Regions from separate parts of the Triticum aestivum genome. Here all the other regions are linked to region 2. A link is a contact called in public Hi-C data. All regions are on one chromosome and are shown on one strand. The core of a region is the stretch at or near the end of the contact, and the rest is flanking DNA. Distances in the headings are between cores, read along the strand shown. Region 1 holds the start of LOC123187020. Region 2 holds the start of LOC123184313. Region 3 holds the start of LOC123184312.

Region 1 (3,089 bases), core at 332-2,831, 210 kb after region 2:
TACGTAGCACGAAAGAAACATGCCATTCCTTCGTTTCTGAGTTCTGACCATGAACAACTCCTGCTGCCACCTGGGCCAGGGACTGGGAGGGAGACTTGAGCGAGTTGCTCTTGCTAGTTGCTAGTGTATCCTATATTATCCCCTCGGCCCACTTGTACGAGAAAAATCTTGCTGCCTGGTCGTTGGTGGTGGCGGCCTCATGTGCTCTTCTCTTTCCCTTGTTCGCTTTCTTTCATCCAGCTAGACTAGTACGTAGACTTGTTGTTCTCACTCTCTCATAAAAACTCGAGGTAAAAAAGAACGTGGTGCCGCATCGTTGGATTTGTATTTTAATCCAGCGGTCCGGGTGAAAGCAGCAGAAATTTTAAACAAGCCCGATCGATCTACAGGTGATCGAGATACGTAATTCCTGAAGGAGGTGATGCAAATAAACAACTCAAGTCCGAAACATCCCGTAAAACTGGGAGTTCAATCAAGATGAACTTGGATGGATCCAAATCATAGCAAAGGAGGAGGGCGTGTTGTTGCTACGGGCAACAATTACCGACGATGCCTTCAGTCGTCGCTTTCTACTCTGACAGCCCGCTCCGGCGTACAGTACGAATTACTGTTTCTTTTTTTCTAATTCATCGACAAGATTAAAAGGGATGCATGACACTCTTCTGTTCTGGGAAGATCAGGCGCATATTCAAAGTTCATACCTCTCTTGCAGCTTGGCTTGCTATTTATTCAAGGATCCATGGGTGAATGCAAACTTATCTGCACTAGATTCCGAATAGGACAACTCAGATGCTCTCAGACACACTCGCACCCGGCGGCACATAGAACAGACATGCAATCTTTGTGTCTCCATGAGTTGGGTTCGGAAGCTTAATTTGCCTATTAGTTCATGTCATCAGAGGATACGGCGACGAGCCCTGCTGCAATCTCACGTCACCTAGTTTATGGAGCCATATTCTGTCCTTTTGCTGAGGCGCGAGAGGCCACGATACTCCGGCGACCAGGCTTCGGCATCAACCGGAACAGCGAAATCAAACGAAATTTTGATCGGTTCAACGTAGCAGTAGGAAAGATATATAGAAAAAAAGAAAAGATAGATATGCCTACAGAAAGCCACCACCGCCAGTAATAACATGGATAACAGATTAAAACCAACCAGTGACAATCGCTATCCGTCGTACGAGTAGTCGATCGAGTAGTGAAAAAATCAGGAAAATCGACGCATTCTCTCTCCTAGTCTCTGTTCTACTATACTACGTTCTTTTATATTATGAGACGAAGGGAGTATTTAATACCTAATCAAATGCTCCTTGCTCATATACCCTCTTCCTCGCTGCCAGTACAACTAGTTTTAGTACTCCAATCAAAAATCAAACTATTCAAAAAGTTATACTAAATCAAACCTATTGAGAATTTGCCAAGGAGGCATTTGTATACAAATCAAACCTGTTTTACAAAAATAAAAACGTTTTTAAACCTCGGAGGAGATTTTAATTCGGCGAGCAGCTAGAAAGAAGATAGGCTCACATCAGTTGTTGCTCTCATCGCTACCGTCCTCAAATTTCAGCCAAAAGTAAGCCCAACCAACACCTTTGCAAAAACGGCCAAAGGCTTCTCCGTCCGTCCCCGCGTTCATTCACAGTGGCAATTCGCCCCTTTCCCCGGAACTTCTCCTAGCCCCAGCAGCGTCGCCGCCGGCGGCCATGCCTGAATTTGTGTACGCCAACCTGTCTTGCATTCCGAATCTCGATAGCGCCTCGGCCCCGCCGCCGCGCCCTTTGTGCGCCTCCGCGGCGGCCTACCTTGCCCTCCACCTCGCCGGGCCTGTGGCCGTCGTTGTCGTCTGGTGGCTCTGGAGGAACCTCCTGCTTCTGCTTCTGCCTCTGCCTCTGGAGGGGTTCGCGGGCGCTGCAGACGGCCGCCGCCTCCCGGAGCAGCAGCCGCCCCGCACCCACACGGTGGTGGACGCGGACCGCGTGGCTGTCGCCGCCGCCACCGCCCGCGGCTTCTTCGAAGAGGAAGAGACCACCCGTCCAATCCTCCTCCGTCGCAGGGCGCCCCACGCCGGCGCCGACGGGTACTTCCGGTACCCGCAAATCCACTACCTTGAAGCACTTCCTCAAATCCGCCTCATGGACCCCGAATCCATGGAGGAGATGACGCGAGGGCGGCGTCACGCCGTCGGCATGCTCAGGCAAGCCGCGATCCACTACCACGACCCCATCCACAGGTGTTGCACTCTACCAATTTCTCACCCATCTCGTTATGTACGATTTTTTTCCACGGAAATTTCATTCTGTACGATGTCTATGTCAGAACACACTGTCTGTCCTCTGTCAGGTTAGGAAACATTTTCGATTCTCTTCAAATTTTCATTGCGAGGGTTAGCTATACTGTTGCTGATGCGTTGCTGTCTTCATTCACTGCTCTCTGAAACGTTCAGCATATTAATTTTTCCAATGGGATTCAACAAACAGTGGGTTTCCATTTTAAGGTAGTAGTATACAGGTACTCCCTCCGTCCGAAAAAACTTGGTGCTAGATACATCCATTTGAGGGACAAGCTTGGGACAAACTTTTTCGGACGGAGGGAGTATTTCTCCCGGCTAAAGATGCAGACAGCCAGTGGTTTAGCACAGATTTATAGCCACAAGTTGTTCCCAAGGTTCAGTTAACCGCTGGAATATACAAGTTCAATAAGCCATGCGAAGTTTGAAACACAAAGCTCAAGCTGCACTTATCCTTTGCACCACTGGGTTTCTGCTCTTCATTTTCTATGTTGTAACCCCATCTAGGCACTCCTTATTTCGTACCAGCAAACCTCTGTTTCTACCAGCAACCCCTCTGTTTCTATGTTGGCATAGCTCCCCGGAGCACTCTTTAATTTTAAACTCCAGAGAGGATGTACGCATGACCTGTTTATTATCGGATACTTTTCTTTAAAGACTATTTTCTCTGCGATGGGCAACATTTTCTCACTGCCTGGCACGGCTCTAGTAGGAGCAGTTTGGTATTTTCTTTTCTAAAATACAGTTTGGTATTTTCTGTGTAGGCAGTAGATTTTACTAGAATGTATTATGTGAATATGGT
Region 2 (3,181 bases), core at 141-2,640:
ACCATATGGCAGTCCTAGCTTCTACTCGGCCAAACTCAGCTAGTCTATGCCTAACACAGTTTTGTGTCCTACTAATATGGGCAATTGAACTTTCCCTTTCACCAAGAAGTCTCTTAGCTTCAGAAATCATCATCGCGCGTTGCGATTTATCTTCCTTCATTGATCGGATAGCCTGCACAGCAATCGGGCTGTCCATCTCCACGTCCACAGGCAAAGGAGACCGTTGCATGGCAAAATTTAGGCCTTCGAGACAGGCCGCCAGCTCCGCTTGCAAAGGATCTGCACAGAAGAGAAGGTTTCTGCACGCCGAGAAAATAATTGCTCCACTACTGTCCCTCAAGATCATGCCTGCACCCGCAGCACCAGAGGCGGGGCAGTACGAACCGTCGACGTTCAGTTTAACACGCCCAGGGGCTGGGGCCTGCCACATGCTATCCGGCGCTGGTGCGTTCTCCTGGTGCCTTGCCGGCGCCCCCCTCGCCGCGGGCACAAGCACCATCTTGCCCTTCATGTGATCACCGTCCGGGTCTCGCTGGATAGCAGCCAAAGATGCTTCATAGCTGAGCAGGAACCGGCATGAAGCCTCCACTGGGGGTGGCCTCTTCTCATGGACGATCTCATTCCGAACATGCCATGCGCGCCACAGCACCATAAGGACCCTCATGCGGTCATCAACCTGCAGGGGATACAGCACGTCGAACAGCCACTCGATGCCCGTCGGCCTAACAGAACTGATGCCCGGTAAGCTTCAATGTTTCGCCATGGCTCGCCACATTTCCACGGCACGGGGGCACCTGCAGTTACTTTCTCGTAGTTGAGCCGAGCGCCAAGTAGCACATTATTACTAAATAAAAATTGCGGGGGAAGTAGCACATTACTGGGCCCTGTGTGATTTAATTAGTGGTGGGCATATTTTAGGCTTTTAGCACGTTAGTAGTTTGGATCTGGCTAAAATTATTGTCATCGTGATCCGGTAGAGCAAGAATAGCCCGTTAGTGTTCCCGCAAATGAAGAAAAGAAAGAAAAAGACAGCCAGCTGAGGTACGCAGGAACACATACATTACTGTCATCAGGCGCCGGCGTCCTACCAATCTGACCCTGCGATATGAAAGGGATGGACCGGTGTACGTCAGTACGGACTAGTATATGGCTGATGCGTGCGCCACATCTCTTCCATGGAGAAAAGAAAAAATTAAGTCCTGGACGCCGGCCGGAAGGAGAATGGAGGAAACTACCAGGAAGTATCCCCCTGGCACCGGACGGCGCACGCACCGGCGAATAATCGCTACGCCTTTCCCTTTCGTCGACGTCGACAGCAGCTGAGCAGCGACGGAAGGAAAATGCCAAGACGGACGGCTATAAAACCCACCGCGACGGCGCCACCTCCAACACAAACATATCCCGCTGCCCCTCCCTCCAAAGAAGCCCACGCCGACGGGCGACCACGGCGAACCATGCCAGATGCTCGCTGCAAGCAGTACCTCGACTTGACTTGCAGCCCCAATCATGCGCCGCGTCCTCCTTCCTGTTCATGTGTCTCTCCGCCGATTTGCATAGGCCTCGTCGCTGCGTCCGTGGCCATCCTACTCACCCTCTGGTCCCGTCGGCCCCTTTTCGAGCAGTTGCCAGATGGGGGTGCCGATCAGAACCCGGTGATTGCAGAGGAGGTCGACGAGATCGCCGCCTCCATCCCAGAGGCTCTGGCGCCGTCCCAAGCCGAGGCCTACCTGTCGGACGGCGGCAGCAGCGACGACCAAGACAAAGCAAGCCGGGTGCTTCAACGGACAGTGGTCTTCATCAATGCTGCCATCGACAGGTACGTACTAGTCCCCCAATCTTTTCTACTTACTCTGATTCTCTGCTATTCAGTAGGAGTACTACTGTATGTTACTTCCGTGCCTACCAACAAGGGGTGGTGGAACGGAGACGGAACAAAGGATTGAGAGGTGGGGGGAGGACGAGGGGAGAGATTTCATTGATCAATTTAAGTATGCGAGGGCCGACAACTTATATCAACCTTAAATTAAGTGCGCTGGACGCTTAATTTTGTTTCCCAGAATTTGCTAATTTTCAGTCAACTGACTATTAATTCAGTTTCGATCGAATTTTTTATCCGTCCGATCAAGTGCTATGATTGAATTCCCAATTTGTTTTCCTGTGTAGAATAATATCATTCCCTCCAAGCCTACAATATCCATAGTGTATTTATTTTCTAATGTATGTTTGGTATTAACATTCTCCTCGTAAGCATTCCACACTGTTTTGGGTGTACTGTTTTATTCATGTGGGTTTACTATTTTTTTTTTCTTTTTCCGAGATCACATGGGTTTACTATTCTAGTACTACTGTTGTTAGTCATGTAGTATTCATTACTTGTATTTTTGGTTGGTAGTCCTGTGTAATTGTTATTTATTTGTTACCGATCGGCTGAAAATTAAGAATAAAGGTGAATTCATTTTAAGTCGATTGACAAATCGAAACTAGACTCTAAACTGTAGAGGATGAACTGGACCTTTTTCCTCGCCGCAAAGAGAGAGAAAATTCCAGAGCTTTATTATATAAGGGTAGTGGTTCCAAGAGGGGCACATGACATGAGCCATGTGGATGAAGAATTGACAATTACAGTTGGGAGGAGAAATGAAACTAGAGCAGGTTCTTCTTTTCTTGTTAGACTTGATGCATATAATCAATTGGCACACTAAATATAGGGCATATGACTTATTGCAGTGAGAAAAGAGAAAAATGATGAAATACACCTAAAATATGAGAAATACTCATCAGCATAACTGTTTGCAGTCTGCTAACTATTTACTTATCTCTAGCTCTCTATGCAAAATAATGTAGTACATTTTTTTCCTAGATTGAACCCTAAATTATGTGATTCAAATTATTTTAAATAGTTTGTAACAAGATCCTTTGAACAGATCTGGTGAGGTTGCTGGAATTCTTAACAATATGTTGAATGCTTTGGGTGGAATACTTCTGGACATCCATAGTTGCGACTGCGATGAATTCACCATTCATCCAGCAAATGGTCTTCTTATACAAGCGTTGGCTATTTTCTGTGGTAACACAGATAGGGTGCAGTCAATATTTGCCACCGGGGATTACACCGTCGAACCTTACACTGACATGTTTGATTGTTGGGTATCCAAGCTTGAGGAAGACGCGGAATGGATAT
Region 3 (3,338 bases), core at 797-3,296, 150 kb before region 2:
TGTATATGTTTCCCTTTTTATGGAAAAGCCAAGATTGCGAAACTTGGAAGTGGTATTAAAAATGTTCTGTAACTGGGCCTAACAGAGAAAGTGTGTGCTGAGGAGGACTGGATAGTCCAGCGTACAGATAGGGAGAGTTTGAAACATTGCACATTGCAGAAAAGTCCGGAGAAACTACCATATCAAAGCACATTGCACAGATAGTGCTCCGGTGATTCCCTTGGAGGCAAGAACTGTTGCACATTTAAAAAATATCCTGAGGAAAAAACCATATTCATGTAGTACATTCTAGTATAATCTACTGCCTACACAGAAAATACTAAACTGTATTCTAGGAAAGAAAAATAACAAACTGCTCCTACTAGAGCCATGCCAGGCAGTGAGAAAATGTTGCCCATTTCAGAGAAAATAGTCTTTAAAGAAAAGTATCCGATAATAAACAGGTCATGCGTACATCCTCTCTGGAGTTTAAAATTAAAGAGTGCTCCGGGGAGCTATGCCAACATAGAAACAGAGGGGTTGCTGGTAGAAACAGAGGTTTGCTGGTACGAAATAAGGAGTGCCTAGATGGGGTTTCGAGTGCTTTTTTTTTATCAACATTTGCTAGTACTCAGATTTACTGCAACATTGACCATTACATGGCATGATATCGACTAACAAAGCATGCAGCATGAAACCCAGATAACATCTGAATGCAACATTTTGGACTACAGACTACAACATTAGCCATTGGATCCATTCAACGATGTAACGTTAATCAAGTAAAAAAACTCGAATCAGGCAACCCGTTTGCCATTTCGTCGATGGAACAACAGTTCACAGCCAAGCATACAGTGCGTGTGTGTGTAGAAAATGAAGAGCAGAAACCCAGTGGTGCAAAGGAGAAGTGCAGCTTGAGCTTTGTGTTTCAAACTTCGCATGGCTTATTGAACTTGTATATTCCAGCGGTTAACTGAACCTTGGGAACAACTTGTGGCTATAAATCTGTGCTAAACCACTGGCTGTCTGCATCTTTAGCGGGGAGAAATACCTGTACACTACTACCTTAAAATGGAAACCCAGAGTTGGTTCAATCCCATTGAGAAAATTAATATGCTGAATGTTTCAGAGAGTAGTGGATGAAGACAGCAACGCATCAGTAACAGTAAAGCCAGGTTTCCTAACTGAACTTTTTTTTTTTTGCGGGGCTCCTAACTGAACTTGACAGAGCAACAGGGACAGACAGTGTCATCTGACTGAGAGACGTCGTACACAATGAAATTTCCGGTAAAAAAAATCGTACAAACAAGATACTAGAAGGAAAGAACGAGATGGGTGAGAAATTGGTAGAGTGCAACACCTGCGGATGGGGTCGTGGTAGTGGATCGCGGCTTGCCTGAGCATGCCGACGGCGTGACGCGCCCCCCGCGTCATCTCCTCCACGAATTCGGCGTCGATGAGGCGGACTTGAGGAACTGCTTCGAGGTATTGGATTTGTGGATACCGGAAGTACCCGTCGGCGCCGGCGTGGGGCGCCCTGCGACGGAGGAGGATTGGACGGGTGGTCTCTTCCTCTTCGAAGAAGCCGCGGGCGGTGGCGGCGGCGACAGCCACGCGGTCCGCGTCCACCACGGTGCGGGTGCGGGGCGGCTGGTCCTCCGGGAGGCGGCGGCCGTCTGCAGCGCCCACGAACCCCTCCAGAGGCAGAGGCAGAAGCAGAAGCAGGAGGTTCCTCCAGAGCCACCAGACGACAACGACGGCCACAGGCGCGGCGAGGTGGAGGGCAAGGTAGGCCGCCGCGGAGGCGCACAAAGGGCGCGGCGGCGGGGCCGAGGCGCTATCGAGATTCGGAATGCAAGACAGGTTGGCGTACACAAATTCAGGCATGGCCGCCGCCGCCGGCGCTGCTTGGGCTCGGAGAAGTTCCGGGGAAAGGGGCGAATGGCCACTGCAGGCGAACGCGGGGACGGACGGAGAAGCTTTGGCCGTTTTGCAAAGGTGTTGGTGGGGCTTACTTTTGGCTCAAATTTGACGACGGTAGCGATGATGAGAGCGACAGCCGATGCGATGTGACCCTATCTTCTTTCTAGCTGCTCGCCAAATGAAAAAGAAAATCTTCTCCTCTAAAAGCGAGGTTTAAAAAAGGTTTGATTGGTATGCAGACGCCTCCTCGGCAAATTCTCAATACTATGGAATGTTTGCACCGGTCATTTCAATCACCTACTTCAAATTCTCAGTAGTAGTATTCGTAGTGAATTACGTACTGCCTTTGTAATCAAATGTGGGGCATTACAGCAAAAACGTCCTACATTTGTTTACAGTACTACAGATATATTTTTTACCTTATCGCAAGATTTTTGCTTGTAGTACTACTCCAATATCATATACTCCTTTTTGCTTGGAGTAGATACACTAGTGGTACTGCAGAGAGGGCACCTTTTTTATTAGTACAACATTATTCGAATAGGTATTAAATGGGTCCCCGCGAAACAGAAAGAATAGTAAAATTAAGTAGAACAGGTCTCCCAGGAGGAATCTTATCTTTGGCGGTTAAAGTGGCGTGGCAGCGTCTGCTCTGTGTGTGAAAGAGACTAAGAGAAAGAACGCGTTGATTTTGCTGATTTTTCACTACTCGACTGATGTTGAGAGACAGAGAGAATGATGATTGGCTATTATGCATGTGGCTTATGTTTGGAGAGAGAGAGAGAGAGAGAGAGAGAGAGAGAGAGAGATGACTTACTAGAAAGCAGAGAGGGTTCAAAAGTAGTAAACGGCAAATCATAGCGCGGATAGTTTGCATTCACCCATCGGAAGTACTTCACAGACGATGTTCGGCTGGACGACACTCGCCCGACGGCTAATCAAACCGTATGCTACGGTGTAGACTTGCCCACGGATGGTTGGATATAGCGTGTCGTCCGGGTTTCGGCCGGAACTGTCGTCCGTGTAGCAATGCTCTTCACCCATGGATCCTTGAATAAATAGCAATCCAAGCTGCAAGAGAGGTATGAACTTTGAATATGCGCCTGATTGGTTAGTTTGCATTATAATCTTGTTGATGAATTAGACAGAAACAGTAATTTGTACGTCGGAGCGGGCTGTCAGAGTACAAACCGACAGTTTGCTGGGGGTTTTGACTGAAGGCATCGTCGGTAATTGTTGCCCGTAGCAACAACACGCCCTCCTCCTTTGCTATGACTTGGATCCATCCAAGTTCATCTTGAATGAATTCCCAGTTTTATGGGATGTTTTGGACTTGGGTTGTTTATTTGCATCACCTCCTTTACAGATTACGTATCTCGAAAGAAAATGCGATCACTTGTAGATCGGGCTTGTTTAAAATTTTGATTGCTTTCACC

What was found. A called contact is a pair of places that touch in the nucleus more often than the background predicts.
Region 1: a Hi-C map of leaf shows a contact between it and region 2, with 5 times the contacts expected there. The contact joins the promoter of LOC123187020 here to the promoter of LOC123184313 in region 2. A contact is called at or near these places in 3 of 5 Hi-C or Micro-C datasets (all in leaf).
Region 3: a contact with region 2 is called in a Hi-C map of leaf, with 4 times the contacts expected there. The contact joins the promoter of LOC123184312 here to the promoter of LOC123184313 in region 2. A contact is called at or near these places in 2 of 5 Hi-C or Micro-C datasets (both in leaf) and 1 of 1 datasets of contacts at active chromatin or transcription factors (leaf).

What each region holds. Positions count from the first base shown.
Region 1 is chr2A:17,360,560-17,363,648 of IWGSC CS RefSeq v2.1, forward strand. LOC123187020 reads left to right here and starts at 1,582. Exons shown (of 2, transcript XM_044598767.1): 1 at 1,582-2,230. The coding sequence starts at 1,704.
Region 2 is chr2A:17,145,915-17,149,095 of IWGSC CS RefSeq v2.1, forward strand. It overlaps LOC123184313, which reads left to right and starts at 1,391. Exons shown (of 2, transcript XM_044596460.1): 1 at 1,391-1,816; 2 at 2,925-3,181. The coding sequence starts at 1,455.
Region 3 is chr2A:16,993,969-16,997,306 of IWGSC CS RefSeq v2.1, forward strand. LOC123184312 reads right to left here and starts at 2,047. Exons shown (of 2, transcript XM_044596459.1): 1 at 1,340-2,047. The coding sequence starts at 1,866.